Regions from separate parts of the Rattus norvegicus genome. Here regions 2 and 3 are each linked to region 1. The links are chromatin contacts, called in public Hi-C maps. All regions are on one chromosome and are shown on one strand. Each heading gives the region's core, a stretch centred on a gene start, on an enhancer-like site or on the middle of the called end of the contact. The rest is flanking DNA. Distances are from core to core; before and after follow the strand shown.

Region 1 (4,649 bases), core at 1,451-3,950:
AAGATCAACGAGTGGCTGGGAATCAAGAATGAGACTGAGGAGTGAGTGATGTGCTGCAAGGGGCAAAAGACTTCATAAAAGGGACGGGCGCTTGCATTGGTGGTGGAGAATGAGAGTTCGCCCAGCAGTGGCTTCTTTCACCCACAGCCAGTATTCACTGATGGAGGATGAGGACGCCCTCCCCCACCATGAGGAGCGCACGTGGTACGTGGGCAAGATCAACCGCACACAGGCGGAGGAGATGCTGAGTGGCAAACGAGACGGGACCTTCCTCATCCGGGAGAGCAGCCAGCGGGGCTGTTACGCATGCTCTGTGGTGTGAGTGCTGGGCTGTTGACGGGGTTGAGTCACTTGTGTTTCGAACCCATTGTGTGCTGGGCCCTGTTGAGCTTGGCAGGGAGGGGCAGGAGCAGGTTGTGTGGAGAGGCAGGCATGGTTTCTCTGAACTGCTCTTTTGGCCACGCAGGGTGGATGGCGACACGAAGCACTGTGTCATCTACCGCACAGCCACTGGCTTTGGCTTCGCAGAGCCCTATAACCTGTACGGATCCCTGAAGGAGCTGGTATTGCACTACCAGCACGCATCACTTGTGCAGCACAATGACGCGCTCACCGTCACCCTCGCACACCCTGTGCGTGCCCCCGGGCCTGGCCCGCCCCCTGCAGCACGCTGAGCGCCCCACCTCACCTGCCTCCCTGTCCATGTCTGTCTTCTAATCCCTTCCCCTGGTGAACACACGCAGGATGCCATCCTCCCGCTGCGTCTGCCATGTTTACAGAGGCTGCGGGGCCACTGGCCTGGGCCCCCCGAGTTCTTCAAGCCATATCTCCGATTTAGAAAGGAACTGTGCTAGGTGGTTTCCAGGAACTCAGCCCTGGACACTTGGGGCTGGGCGGGACCCGCCCCGTGGACCCCAACTTCCCCTCTTAAGGTCGAAGTGAAACCAGTCACGGGGTTACCCCGCAGCTGCCGAGAAGCTCCCCCTCTGGAGGGCAAAATACAAACTAGCCCTCGTCCAGGCCCTGCGCTGTTCTCCTGACTGTGCAATGCCTCCCCTTTGGGACAAGGGCCCTGAGTGTGTCCCTGCTCCCTGAACCCCATACCTGCCCAGGGTTGATGGGCAGCAGGTTTTGTACGGTACGTTTATTGATACGAATATGAAACATTGTACCTGTTGGCTGAGTGTCTTTGGGGACTGGAATTCCTAACCCATGTTGTGAACGACATAGACTTTAGCATGCCCGTGGTCTTGCAGCACAGCGGTGCAACTTGGCCCTGCCCCATACTCATATCCTGGAAGAACCCCAAACCCATGAACAGCCCCTCCTCTGGTGTCCCAGTTCCAGGGTGCTCAGGCAGGCACCAGCTGTGTCTGTCCTCAAGTGACGTCCATGTGGTCCCTAACTTCCTCATCGGGAAGAGAGGTGGCAACAACCTCTCAGCCACTCAGGCAGGTGTCTCCTGTCCCTAGTCTCCCTGAGTTGTGAGGGGAGGCCAAGGTCTGGCCCCTCTGCACACCTGCTGAAAGAGCCCAGGGCCTGTGCTCATTAGCAAAATTGGGAAACCTAATAGTCCTGCTAGGAACACATCAAGACTTGTGCCTGTGACTACTTCCCTGAGTACTTCCCCCTCCCCCATCTGCACCAGTCAGTGTGTCACTATCTTCTGAGAGCACCTTTGGACTCAGCTAGGCCAGGAATGGACAGAGCCCATCCCTGACCTACTACCCTATGGGGTTCAGTTGGCCTTGGTCTTTGCTGCATCCTGCGACTGACCTAAGACAAACAGTACCTTGTGGTCCCAGATCCTGGGAAGCTGAGGCAGAACCACAAGCTTGTTAGTTGGAGAGACACGAATCAACATTAAGGAAAACAAATGTTACCTGTGCTTGGGGGCATGTCTCGGCAGAACCCCTCCCTCAGAATCTCCCAATGAGGGGCTGGGGGCATGGCTCAGGGGAGATCTTTGCCGAGCTTGCAGAGGGGTCGGGGTGGGAATACCAAGTCTTGGTTAGAACAGAGCCTCTCAGCCTGTAGCTGTCCCTATCAGCTTCTGAACGCTGGAAATCGCCATCCTCTCTAGCTTGCTGTCTCCTGAACAAAAAACCAGGGTTTCTCACACTTGGAACTGGAACTTTTCCTGCTGGTGCTGCTGTTCTGTGGCTTGTCACTGCTCCAGGGACCCAGTGTTCAGCTTTCAATCTGACTTGGTGCAGAGGCTCCAGTCCCAGCCTAGGTCACCTCTGATTTTTTTTTTTCGTGGTGACTATCCACAGTCATTGTGTCACTCGTGCCCCATTTCAGAGGCCGGGAAACCGCAGCTGATGGAAAGAGGCAGAGTCCTGGAGTCCAGGCACATCTCCGCCTACACACTCTGTTGCTGGAAGCAAGTACCCCAGCTCTGTCCTCAACCCAAGCCAGGGCCCAGGACCTCAGAGATGGGGAGTTGCCCTGGCTGAGCTAGCTTCTGTGCTAGGGCCATAATCAGCAGAGGTCGGGGGATGTGCCCGACGGGGCTGGCTTGCTCTGACCTGGAGTGGTGGGGGTAAGAATTAGTGAGGAGTCTGTATCACTCCCCGACCTCCACTGAGCTCAAAGGAAGGACATGAGGACTCTGCCTTATGTCCCTCGGTCGGTTATTGTCTGGAGTCCTCCTTCCCGTCCCTTGATCCAAAAGCCTCACGTGACCGGACATACTGGCTGCGGAGAACACAAGGCTAGACAGAGTCCTGTGGCCTCGTGATTTGGGGCTAGCACCTGGCTGGAGCGGAGCCTTGAGGAAAGGGGGCCCAGAGTTAGGAGGAACCTGTGTGGGCGTGGTCTCAGTGGGTGGAGCATCCACTTGCTTAAAGTCTCCCGCCTCCCCGGCCTGGCCAAGCTTTTTTCTCCTCAGCCATGTCCTGTTCTCCGCTCGTACCATTCTTGTCCCTTTTGCTTCTGCTGTTCCTACCCGAGGTTCCCAGAGCAGCCACTGCGTCCCTGCCGCAAGGATCCTCCGAGGGCGCAGCCACCTGCAAGGTAGGAACCACGACGCAGGAAGGGGCCCGCCAGTCTGTCAGCATAGGGACTTCTCTGCACTTATTCCGTGAACTCATTCGGGGAATTCCAAAGTCTCCAGGGAAAGTTGTCAGGTTCAGGGCCACCACCCCTAATCCAGTCCCCGGACACTGAGCACCGTGTCCACGTCCTTCGTTTCCCCTCTTAGGTCTGAAAAGCGCAGCTATCCCCTGCCCGCCTTGCCTGAGCATTTATCAACCACCTACGGTATATGTTTGAGTCAAGAGCTGAGGGATGGGCACGCGCGCGGCATGTAGGGGAGTGTTCTGCTCCAGACCTGTTGAGCTACTGTCTGGTCTCCACTCTCACGCAATTCTTGTCGCTTACCGCGTGCGTTCCAGCCAAAGAAGAGAGGGCTAACGAGCTTCTGACATGGAGCAAACACATGCCCCGTGCACCTAGAGCGGTGCTCAGATTCTGGCCCGCCCTCCCTGGGGACCGGAAGTCTGTACGCATCAGTCACCTCCTGTGTCTAGTCGGGCGTCAGACTGGGTGAAGTTCCCCTGGGTCCCTGGAGAGGAAGAATAAATAGAGTGAGGGGGCACGGGGGAGAGAGGGAGGAAGGGGGAGAAAGGGGGGAAGGGAGGAGGGCGCGAGCGCTTGTATTTGGCTTCAGAGTGTGCATCTCCAAACAGACAAGGCTGAGAGAGAGCGGCAACTAGAAATATGTATATCTTATTTTTCTTTTACTTTAGTTCTCTTGTTTTGTTATTGTTTTGATTAGGTTTGGTTTTCTGTTTTGTTTGTTGACGGGACAGAGTCTCAGTGTAGCGCTGACTGTCCTGGAACTCACTATGTAGTAGACCATGCTGGCCTTGAGCTCTTCCACTGCCTCCCAAGTGCTAGAAATATGCATGTCTTAGCACTTCCTGAATATAGTTAAAGATTGTGCATTCACTGACCACCTACTGTTTGAGAGCCTGTCAGGTTCCGTTTTTTGTAGATAAACTGTGATTGCGGAACACGATCTAGAGACTAGAAAACCTCAGAGGGGCCGGGGCGTGGCTCATCAGGAGACCGCTCACCCCACATGCGCAGAGACCTCTAGTCCCAGTGCCACAAGGCTGAACGGAACTATAAGCAACTTGTCATAGGACTGCCCTCTGCAGGGGTGACCGGGCTCGGAAGCCTGGGGATGACCCGGGCTGCACCTCACCAGATGCCTCTCTTCCTTTCAGGCCCACGACCTGTGCCTCTTCGGGCCACGCCGGTTGCTCTCTGCACCACCTGTCAATGTCAGCCTCTATTATGAGTCCCTGTGTGGAGCTTGTCGCTACTTCCTCGTCCGAAATTTGTTCCCAACCTGGCTGATGGTTATGGAAATCATGAACATCACTCTGGTGCCCTACGGGAACGCACAGGTGCTGGAGGGGGGCGGGAAGCGACTGAAGCTGGGAGGGATGCCTTGGGACAGGAACGCCTGGTCACCTGCGCTCACCAAGATCTATCCTTATCTTGCAGGAGAGAAATGTCAGCGGTACATGGGAGTTCACGTGCCAGCACGGGGAGCTGGAGTGTAAACTGAACAAGGTGGAGGTAAGCTGGAGTGCAGATCCGCCATGGAGGGAGGCAGGGTTGGCCACTTTCTCCCC
Region 2 (4,649 bases), core at 1,198-3,697, 220 kb after region 1:
TCTGGTTACACCTGAAGCTAAGAAAAAGCTCCTGACAATTCAAACTGAAATATAGGGTAGTGCTGGGACACGACAGTCAACAGGGAGGCTAAGGCCAGAGAGTCCTGAGTTCAAGGCCAGCCTGCGGTACAGAAGAGATAAAGAAATCTCAAAAAAATAAAAGTGGCCAGAAAGTGGTGATGCACAACTTTAATCCCAGCATTCAGCAGAGGCAGGCAGAGTTCCAGACCAGCCTGGTCTACAAAGCGAGTTCCAGGAAGCCAGGACTACACAGAGAAACCCTGTCTAGAAAAACCAAGCAGTGGTAAGCAAGACTTAAGACCTAGCTGCTGGAACAAGAGGCGGTGCTGGCCTTGTGAGCATCAGCTGATGATCACTGCCTCTCTGGTCACCCAAGTTTCTCCAAGTCCCTCCCCATTGTTCCCCATTCCTAAATCTGTCCTTTCCTGCCACCAAAGCTACCACTGTCTCAGCTCAGACCCCTTCACACCCAGAGAGCAAGATTAAAGCCATGTTGGGTGCAGTAATACAACCTTTAATCTAACAAAGGTGGCAGGTAGATCTTCGAGAGCTAGAGACCTGTAAGCTCTACCTGGCAAGTTCCAGGCCAACCAGGATTCCACAGTGAGACTCCACTTAAAAACAAGAAACAAACTATAGGTGTCTCTGAAGCTGGGCTGGTGGTGTCAGTCTGCCACCTTGGCATCTAGAGTCAAGAGTCCTGGGTCTGACAACAGCCTAGGGTAGAGCCAAGCTCTGATGCTGGCGACAGACTACACGCCAAAGTCGCCTCGCCACTAAGTGCCCTGTCAGCTTTCCAGATAAACACAGGTTTGCACTGTCCCAAAACTGAAGGCTGCCAGCCGCAATGCCCAGACTCCCTCATGGCTGGTTGTCACCCGGCTAGATATAGCTGGCTTCCTCTGGGGACAAGCATGGTGGCCTGCAATTCCACAAGCGCCCTCACAAGAAGAAGATCAGGCTTAGTTAGGGGATGTAATGCACACCCAAAATTAAAAATAACAGTATGACAGCAGTGCTGGAGAAGGCTGCTGGGGTGGCAGGGCAAGGGCCAGCTACTGCCACCAGGTACCAAGTCCACCTGACAGTGGTGACTCATGCTCTGGCCCAGCTGATTCTGAGAAAAGTCCTGATCTTCCAGGACTAGTCAGAATGGCCCAAGGGGAAAGACTCCAGGTTGGAATTCCAACCAGGAAGAGTGGCTGGGCCGGTCACTCAGTGGCTGCCACCCAAATCCTCACCCCCTCTTCCTTCTCACCTGCAGGGGCACTTTCTGCCTCATGATGAGGAACCTTTTCGACAAGGAAAAAACAACTTTTTCTAAAGAGATTGAATCCTGTTCTAGGAAGGAGAAAACTAAGACCCGGGCACAGGCAGGAAGTGGCTCAAAGAAGTGAAGGGAAAACATGTGGGGAGAGGTAGGCTCCCCAGACCACTGAGTGGGGAATAAATTCCTGGCTTGGCCAAGGGTGCACCACATGTCCCGGGCAGGAAGAAAACCACATTCTTTCCTAGTTACTCTCTGTTCACTCGACCGCGTCAACACCCCCTGCGCCAGCGCAGGCAAACACACATCCCAGACACAGACCCAACACCCCAGTCACTTTAGCGAGATGAACCCTCAAGCCACTTCCCCTGGGGACCTGCAACCTCTGTCCCAGTGGATGGATGCAGAGTGATGCCATGGCTTGGGTGGAGCATCAAGGTGTGACCCAGAGTGAGGCCCAGGAGAGAGGGACACAGCCCAGATCCCTAACCCCACTCCCAAGCCAGGAGGCAGTACCAAAAAGCCTGGAATTTCTCCCAGATGAAGACTGGAATATGAAGAAGGGACCAAGTGTGGTGGATACAGAAGCCTCCTCCTGAGTGCCCAGCCAGAGGAAGCCCCCATAGGTAACACCACCACCTCAGTCGGTGAGAAAAACACAACAGCCTTGTCCAAGATTATCCAAGGAAACAAGATTACATGAGGTGGTAGGATCTGGAGCCAGGCAGTAAGTTTCTGTCTAAACTACCCCTTCTAAGAATGGATCCAAACACACCTGTCATTTGGCACTTAAGAACCTAAGGCAGGAGGATGGCCGTCAGTTCAGGGACAACCTAGGCTACATAGACAGGATCTGTTTTATAAAAAGAGGCAAGAGTAGAGTCAACCTGAAGGATGTCACTGAGGTTGGTCAAGGTATCGCCAGGTATGGACGCGCGGCCTTGTTCCCCCACAGGTCCCAGCAAGTGTCTCCCCACGGCGCAGCCTACCCGCCAGGACGCCGCAAAGCTCACCTGGTGGGCCCGGTAGCTCTCGAAAGCCTTCAGAGCACTGTCGGTGAGCTTCACGTGGAATACCGACACCCTGCTGCCGTCGCTCACGCGCCCACACGACAACCCGTAACTCCGAGCCTCCTTCAGCGCCGCCATCTTGCAACCATCACTCCCCCGCCCCCCTCTTCAGCGACTGCGCCCTCACGCCGGCCCGCCCCGCCCCGCCGCCAGCCGACGTGCTGCATTATTCATGAGGCCAGCATAGCCACGCCCCACTCCGGGCGAGCGTGCCTCCTTTGAAAGAGAAGAACGTTTTGCCTGCGACCCTCACAGATGGTCACGCCCCCAAGCACTTACAGGCCCGCCCTCGAGGCGAGAGACCCAGATTTTTGCTGCATTATTCATGAGAGGTTAGCCACGCCTTCCCGCGCGCTCGGAACACACCCGCAAAAACTAACCGCATCCCAACTGGCTACTCCCCAAGGGTCTCGCGAGGCCAGTCTAAGTCTTAATACTGCTCTTCCCTCAGCAGACTGGCCACGCCTCCGGGATAAGAAACTTCCCTTCCTAGCAAACAACTCTTGTGCGCGTGCGCGGCTGGCCACACCCCCCCAAACTTACAAACATGCTCCGCCTACCTGATGACTCCTAATGTATTATTCATGAGGCGAAGGTAGCCTCGCCGCCCGGAGCGCTGGAAACCCACCCTCATCCCAAACCCAGTAAAGCCCTGTCAGTCTCGCGACCCGTCGCGAGGGTGTGTTATTTGTTATTTATGAGAGACTGGCCGTGGTCTCCAACGTGTTTGTAGACTGCCAGCCCGCGACGACAAACATGTTTGTTCGCAGTTGCAAGCATGATCTAGATGGCCACGCATCGGGCCTTCAGCGAGCCCACTCCCAGTGAAATAAAATTACCTTGAAAAACCACTACACATTTAGCCACGCCTATATGTTGTGGCGAAGCCGCCTCCTCCACCAACTCCTTGCCACGCCCCCCAAATATGCCCTTGGAACCTTGCGTCACTGAGGAGCTACTCCCCCAAGCGCTATCGTTTGGCCACGCCCCCAAACTCCCCTAAAGCCCGCCCCATCGACTTGCTGCATTATTCATGAGGTAGGTTTGGCCACGCCCCCATCGCGTGTTTAGAGATTTTCCCCGACCACAGCTTGCCCGCCAAACGCACTACTGATACGCCCCCAACAGTCGCAGGGTCCGCCCTACTTCAGTTCACCCACCGCGCTACGTAGCCAGACCTCAAGCTCCGGAGGTCATCCCCAGCAGCCTCAGACGCTTGGAATAGCTGAGTTATTCAGGAGTTGCCGCTGCCGCGTAGCGCAAACCAATTTTCAAGGATTTGCCACTCAACAGACTACGACCCCCGACCGCTTGAGGGAAGCTCCCTGTGCCCCACCCGCCTCATGCATATTCACAAGGCACTGACGGTTCCACTTCTCCAAGCCCCTAGCCCCGCCTCTACGTGTTATTCATGAACCCTTAACACTTGAACGAGGTTACCACCACTAGGGCCTTTAAGCTTGATATTTACGCTTTTTCTTCAGCGTTCCTTTGGTGGAGTCTGCATAGAGCCCTCCGGAAAATAAAGTGAGCGGGGCCTGCTCGTACCAGGAGGGAGTGGGCGTATGTTGAGAGGCTGGTGTGGTGGGCGTGGTTATGTAAACCAAGTGCGTGTGGGTTTGCTAGGTCCAGCTAATGGGGGGATTCCCAGAACAGGGCAAGAGCTGTGGAAACAGGATGATGTGCTGAACGTGACTATTGCTGAAAGTTCAACAACTGGATGAATCTCCCACACGTCATGCGCTGGCTTTCCAATAAACAAATCTTAACGCGACATCCCACACGTACTCAATGTTGCACAACCGCCACCACTGACTGTTCCAGAACATTCCTTCTTGTCAAAGGAAAGCCTGGTCCTCATTTGCAGTTTTTCCTGTTCCATCTCTGTCACCTAGCAACTCTCTGATCTGCTTGTCTTTGTGGGCATTTCATAGTGCAGTCCCACAACGTGAGGCCTTTGAGGTGTAATTGTTTTCAAGGGTCATCAATGGGTGAATCAGAGCTTCATTCCTTTTTGACGACTATGTAATATTTTGGTGTGTATAATTAACAGCTTTTCTTACCCACATGATGATCAGCACCAATTGCTGCTGCTTACTGCTTACCTGTGGACAGTTTTTAATAGACTGAATTGCTGGGATGTGTTAAATGCCTGCCCATTGGCTCCTAATAGATCTTTTTAAAAGATGTATTTCTCATACATCATATATATAACCTTTGAGACAGGGTTTCTGGCTGGCCTGGAACTAGCTATGAAGAGCAAGGGGCCTCAAACTAAAGAGCTTGCTTGC
Region 3 (4,649 bases), core at 718-3,217, 130 kb after region 1:
GCTGAAGTTGCATCTGCAGCCTTCAGGGTTGGGTGGGGCACAGAAGTGCTGAGAACATCAAGGCATGTCCCCACCATCTGCCTCAAAAGGTGGGCCCCAGGGCCACCGCACATGGCTCCCCCACCCCGTGGACCTGAGCAGCCGCTTGGCTCATTCCCATGCCCCACATCTGTGCAGCCACACAGCCTGTATTCCAAGAGACCCTGGGCCATCCCCCAGCCTCAGTTTCCCCACTTGTGACTCATAGGGGTCCTACCTCAACCTCTCATCTCACGCAGAGAGAAAGCAGTCTCCTAATCCCTGGCTTTTGCTCTGTAGTACAGAGAGGCTGAGGAACTTGCTCGAGGTCACATGGGACCATCGGATAGTCCCTCAGTTTGTATCGTGAGTCCCCTGCACCGCCCCCCACCCCATACTCCCACCCTGGAGATGTAGACGACAGTAGCCTTTCACAGGGACTGATGGTCGATGGTTGGCCTGAGATCCAGGCCACCGATCGGAGGTCAGCAGCTTGCCCACAGCAGAGAATCTGACTCTGAGACTTAAATTTGGGGGAAAAACGGGGCTGGGGATTTAGCTCAGTGGTAGAGCGCTTACCTAGGAAGCGCAAGGCCCTGGGTTCGGTCCCCAGCTCCGAAAAAAAGAACCAAAAAAAAAAATTTTGGGGGAAAAACGTTCAGAGATGAAAATAATCCCCACTCTCACCGGCTGGGTGTCCACCAAGCTGCCCCTCCCCACGGGAGCACAAGGGCAGGGTCACCTCCCTTCATACTGATCATTTAGACAAAGGGTCCTAGACCAGACAGGTAACTTTGGGGGCAGGTCTTGGGTCTACAGGAGGAGGGGGACTAGTGCATAAGGGGCAGGGCTTAGATCTGAGGGGGGGGGTCTGGGATCAGCAGGGGGTGGGTTCTGGGGTCAGCCCGGGCTTCTACCTCCTGTCCAGTGAGCACCAGGACAGAGGGACAGAAGGGATGGCGGCGGGTGAAGACTTACCATGCACCTACCTGGCCTTCACAGGGGGACATGGAGCCCCATAGTCAGTCATAACTTGGAGTCACCCCACAGGTCAGAGGCCACCCAGCAGTACGTAGATATTGGGAGGGAACCCTAGGTGCTCCAGATCCCAGCAGGAGAACTTGGTGACACCTGGTGCCCTAGATGCTCACTCTGGTCTCACTCAGAAGTCCCGGCTACAGCCACTACCCTTCGGAGGCTCAGGCTGACTGTGGACAGGGCTCCTGGCGACTTCGTCCTCATCTATCTTCCTTTGGAGCCTGAGACCAACTGCCCTCACCCTCCAGCCACCTACCGACTCCCGACTGGAAGGAGACCCATGGGCAGATTTCCTCTTGCCTCTCTCCCCAATAGAGACCCCTGGTCTGGGGATACTGAGGCAGGCACAGGGCAGGCGTGTGTGAGCACCCAGTCATCCTGGAAATCTAGTGAAGGTTCCTGAAGCAGGAGCTGTTCGCACAGGGTTTTGAAGCATTAGTAGGAGTTCCGAAGAGAACCTTGAATGGGTGCAGTACTCCCTGGTTTGCTCTTCTGTCCCAGCCCATTTAGACAGGGTTGTAAAGTCTACTCCTGGGACACTGAGACGTAGGGTGACTTGCCTGAACTTGCCTTTTCTAGATTTTCCTTGGCTTCTTTACCTTCGATGGGGGTGGAGAAGGGGAGGGAGGGAGAGAGGAAGAAAGGGAGAGAGAGCCCTGGTCCCAAGGGGAAGGAAGAAGCCACTTGAACTTCAGTCTGGACTACATCACATGTTCTGTGGGGACAGTCAGCACTCACTCAGGTCACAGTCCCCGCATTTTCCCTCGTGAGCTGAGAGGTTCCGCCCCCGCCCCCCTGCGGAGCCCTGGGATTCCCGCCCGGATTAGCCTGGTCACCCGAGTTGGCATCGCACAAGGGGGCGGGGCGGACAGAGTCCAGTGGGTATAAAGGCAGCTGCGAAGGCTTAACGCAAAGTCACACTCAGGACACAAGCGACATGGCCCTGCGCGCGCTCCATGCCCAGCCTACAGGCGGTCCTCAGCTGAGGTTCCTGCTGTTCCTGCTGCTCTTGCTGCTTCTGCTGTCATGGCCATCTCAGGGGGACGCCCTGGCAGTGCCTGAGCAGCGACGCTCCCTCTCTGAGTCCCAACTCAACCCGGACGAGCTACGGGGTCGCTTCCAGGACCTGCTGAGCCGACTGCATGCCAACCAGAGCCGGGAGGACTCGAACTCAGAACCAACCCCTGACCCAGCTGTCCGGATACTCAGTCCAGAGGGTAAGTGGCAGCTGGGGACCCACTTCAGCAACACCCTCTCCAAGCTCTAACCAACACACTCAAGTCCACGAGACCCAGTCAGTCCAGCTTCCGAGCCTCAGTTTCCCCTGCTGTGACCTCTGGAGTTGCCAGCAGTCCCCCGTGCAGTGGGCTCAGCCAGAGTAGGAAGGACGACCGTCCTCAGACCGGAGCTGGACAAATGATGTCCAGAGAGGTCGAGGTCTTTCCTGGAGATGCACAGCACTCTAGTGGGAGAGGACACGGGGGATGGTTAGAGGGTACTGGAGAGGGGAGGTAGGAAAGAGAGCCAGGTTGAGAGCCAGAGGGAAAAGAACCTGCGGGAACTGGATCCGGAATCTGACGCAATCGCTGGTCAAGAATCTGCTACTGTAACAAGTGACAGTGGCCTGGATGGGAGGGAGGAGGATCCCTGGGCCTCGGCTCCGCGTTAGGACCCAGGCCGATCTGGCCCCGCCCCCTCACAAATCCGCTTGGGCACGCCCCTTCACAAATCCGCTAGCTTTGTGTGAATCCCAGTGAACTGTCACTCTGACGACCTGCAAAGTCTTACTTGGATATGGTAACTACTCCAGAGGTTGAGGCAGGGAAATTGCCGTGAGTTCAAGGCCAGCTGGGACTACATAGTGAGAACCTGTCCCAATTTTTTTTTTAAGATTTATTTATTATATGTAAGTACACTGTAGCTGTCTTCAGACACACCAGAAGAGGGCATCAGATCCCATTACAGACGGTTGTGAGCCACCGTGTGGTTGCTGGGATTTGAACTCAGGTCCTCTGGAAGAAGAGTGCGTTCTCTTAATCGCTGCGCTATTTCTGCAGCCCCCGTCCCATTCATTGTTTTCCTCTTTTTCTTTTTCCATTTCTTCCTTCCTTTCTTTCTAACATTATGTATACATCATACAGCTTTCTGCCTGCATGTTTGTCTGCAGGCCAGAAGAGGGCATCAGATCCCATTACAGATGGTTGTGAACTATCATGTGTGGTTGCTGGGAATTGAAGTCAGGACCTCTGGAAGAACAGACAGTGCTCTTAACCTCTGAGCCATCTCTCTAGCCCCCTTTCTTTCTTTCTTTCTTTCTTTCTTTCTTTCTTTCTTTCTTTCTTTCTCTCTCTCTCTCTCTCTCTCTCTCTCTCTCTCTCTCTTTCTTTCTTTTTGAGATAGGGACTTTGTAGCTCAGGTTGACTGCAAACTCAGGGCAATCCTTCTGCCTCCATTTCCCAAGTGTGAAAAGGTGGCCACCAAACACTGCTTTAAAGAAAATCAACTTTTGTTTGTTAAAACACTTTATTCAGAGGTTTGGGGAAAGGTTTGAGAAGTACTCCACAGGGCAGACCTTAGAGATCTCCCTGTTGCTAAGAGCAAAATCAGCTTTTAACCAGAAGGTGCTGGTGGAAGTCTTTAATCCCAGCACTTGGGAGACAGAGGCAGGCAGATCTCTGAGTTCGAGGCTAGCCTGGCTTACATCGAGAGTTACATTTATTTAACTACACTGAGAACCAGGGCTACCCTGAGAGACCTTGGGCTACATATGTTTAACATCTGTGCAAAGGCCCTGTGGTGGGTGGGAGTGGCACATTTGCACACGGACACACCTGTGCCTGGCACATACTGAGCACATGAGTAACGGGCGTTCTGGTTTCTTCTGCAGTGCGATTGGGGTCCCACGGCCGGCTGCTGCTCCGCGTCAACCGGGCGTCGCTGACTCAGGGTCTCCCCGAAGCCTACCGCGTGCACCGAGCGCTGCTCCTGCTGACGCCTTCGTCCAGGCCCTGGGACATCACCAGGCCCCTGCAACGTGCGATCAGCCTCCAGGGACCCCACGCTCGCGCACTGCGCTTGCGCCTGGCGCCGCCTCCCGACCTAGCCGTGCTGCCCTCTGGCGGCGCGCGCCTGGAACTGCACTTACGATCGGCCGCCGGCAGGGGGCGCCGAAGCGCGCATTTGCACCCAAGAGACTCGTGCCCGCTGGGTCCCGGGCGCTGCTGTCACCTGGAGACTGTGCAGGCAACTCTCGAGGACCTAGGTTGGAGCGACTGGGTACTGTCCCCGCGTCAGCTGCAACTGAGCATGTGCGTGGGCGAGTGCCCCCACCTCTACCGGTCGGCCAACACGCATGCGCAGATCAAAGCACGCCTGCATGGCCTGCAGCCCGACAGAGTGCCGGCCCCGTGCTGTGTCCCCTCCAGCTACACCCCGGTGGTTCTTATGCACAGGACAGACAGCGGCGTGTCACTGCAGACTTATGATGATCTGGTAGCCCAGGGCTGCCACTGCGCTTGAGCACTGGGCCCTGCTCCTTACCTACACTCCCCTTCCATGATGCTATTTATATTTTTATTTAATAATATTATTAA

What was found. A called contact is a pair of places that touch in the nucleus more often than the background predicts.
Region 2: a Hi-C map of mammary epithelial cells shows a contact between it and region 1, with 2.0 times the contacts expected there. The contact joins the promoter of Ell here to the promoter of Ifi30 in region 1. A contact is called at or near these places in 2 of 12 Hi-C or Micro-C datasets (frontal cortex and mammary epithelial cells).
Region 3: a contact with region 1 is called in a Hi-C map of liver, with 2.5 times the contacts expected there. The contact joins the promoter of Gdf15 here to the promoter of Ifi30 in region 1. A contact is called at or near these places in 4 of 12 Hi-C or Micro-C datasets (the A7r5 cell line, hepatocytes, liver and 1 more).

What each region holds. Positions count from the first base shown.
Region 1 is chr16:18,706,870-18,711,518 of GRCr8, forward strand. Ifi30 (IFI30, lysosomal thiol reductase) reads left to right here and starts at 2,701. Exons shown (of 7, transcript NM_001030026.2): 1 at 2,701-3,018; 2 at 4,236-4,418; 3 at 4,519-4,593. The coding sequence starts at 2,896. Pik3r2 (phosphoinositide-3-kinase regulatory subunit 2) reads left to right here. Exons shown (of 16, transcript NM_022185.2): 14 at 1-41; 15 at 148-318; 16 at 467-1,176. The coding sequence ends at 674.
Region 2 is chr16:18,922,629-18,927,277 of GRCr8, forward strand. It overlaps Ell (elongation factor for RNA polymerase II), which reads right to left and starts at 2,448. Exons shown (of 12, transcript NM_001107304.3): 1 at 2,302-2,448. The coding sequence starts at 2,436.
Region 3 is chr16:18,837,298-18,841,946 of GRCr8, forward strand. It overlaps Gdf15 (growth differentiation factor 15), which reads left to right and starts at 1,968. Exons shown (of 2, transcript NM_001411583.1): 1 at 1,968-2,273; 2 at 3,944-4,649. The coding sequence starts at 1,994. The coding sequence ends at 4,575. It overlaps Lrrc25 (leucine rich repeat containing 25), which reads right to left. Exons shown (of 4, transcript NM_001399265.1): 4 at 3,570-4,649.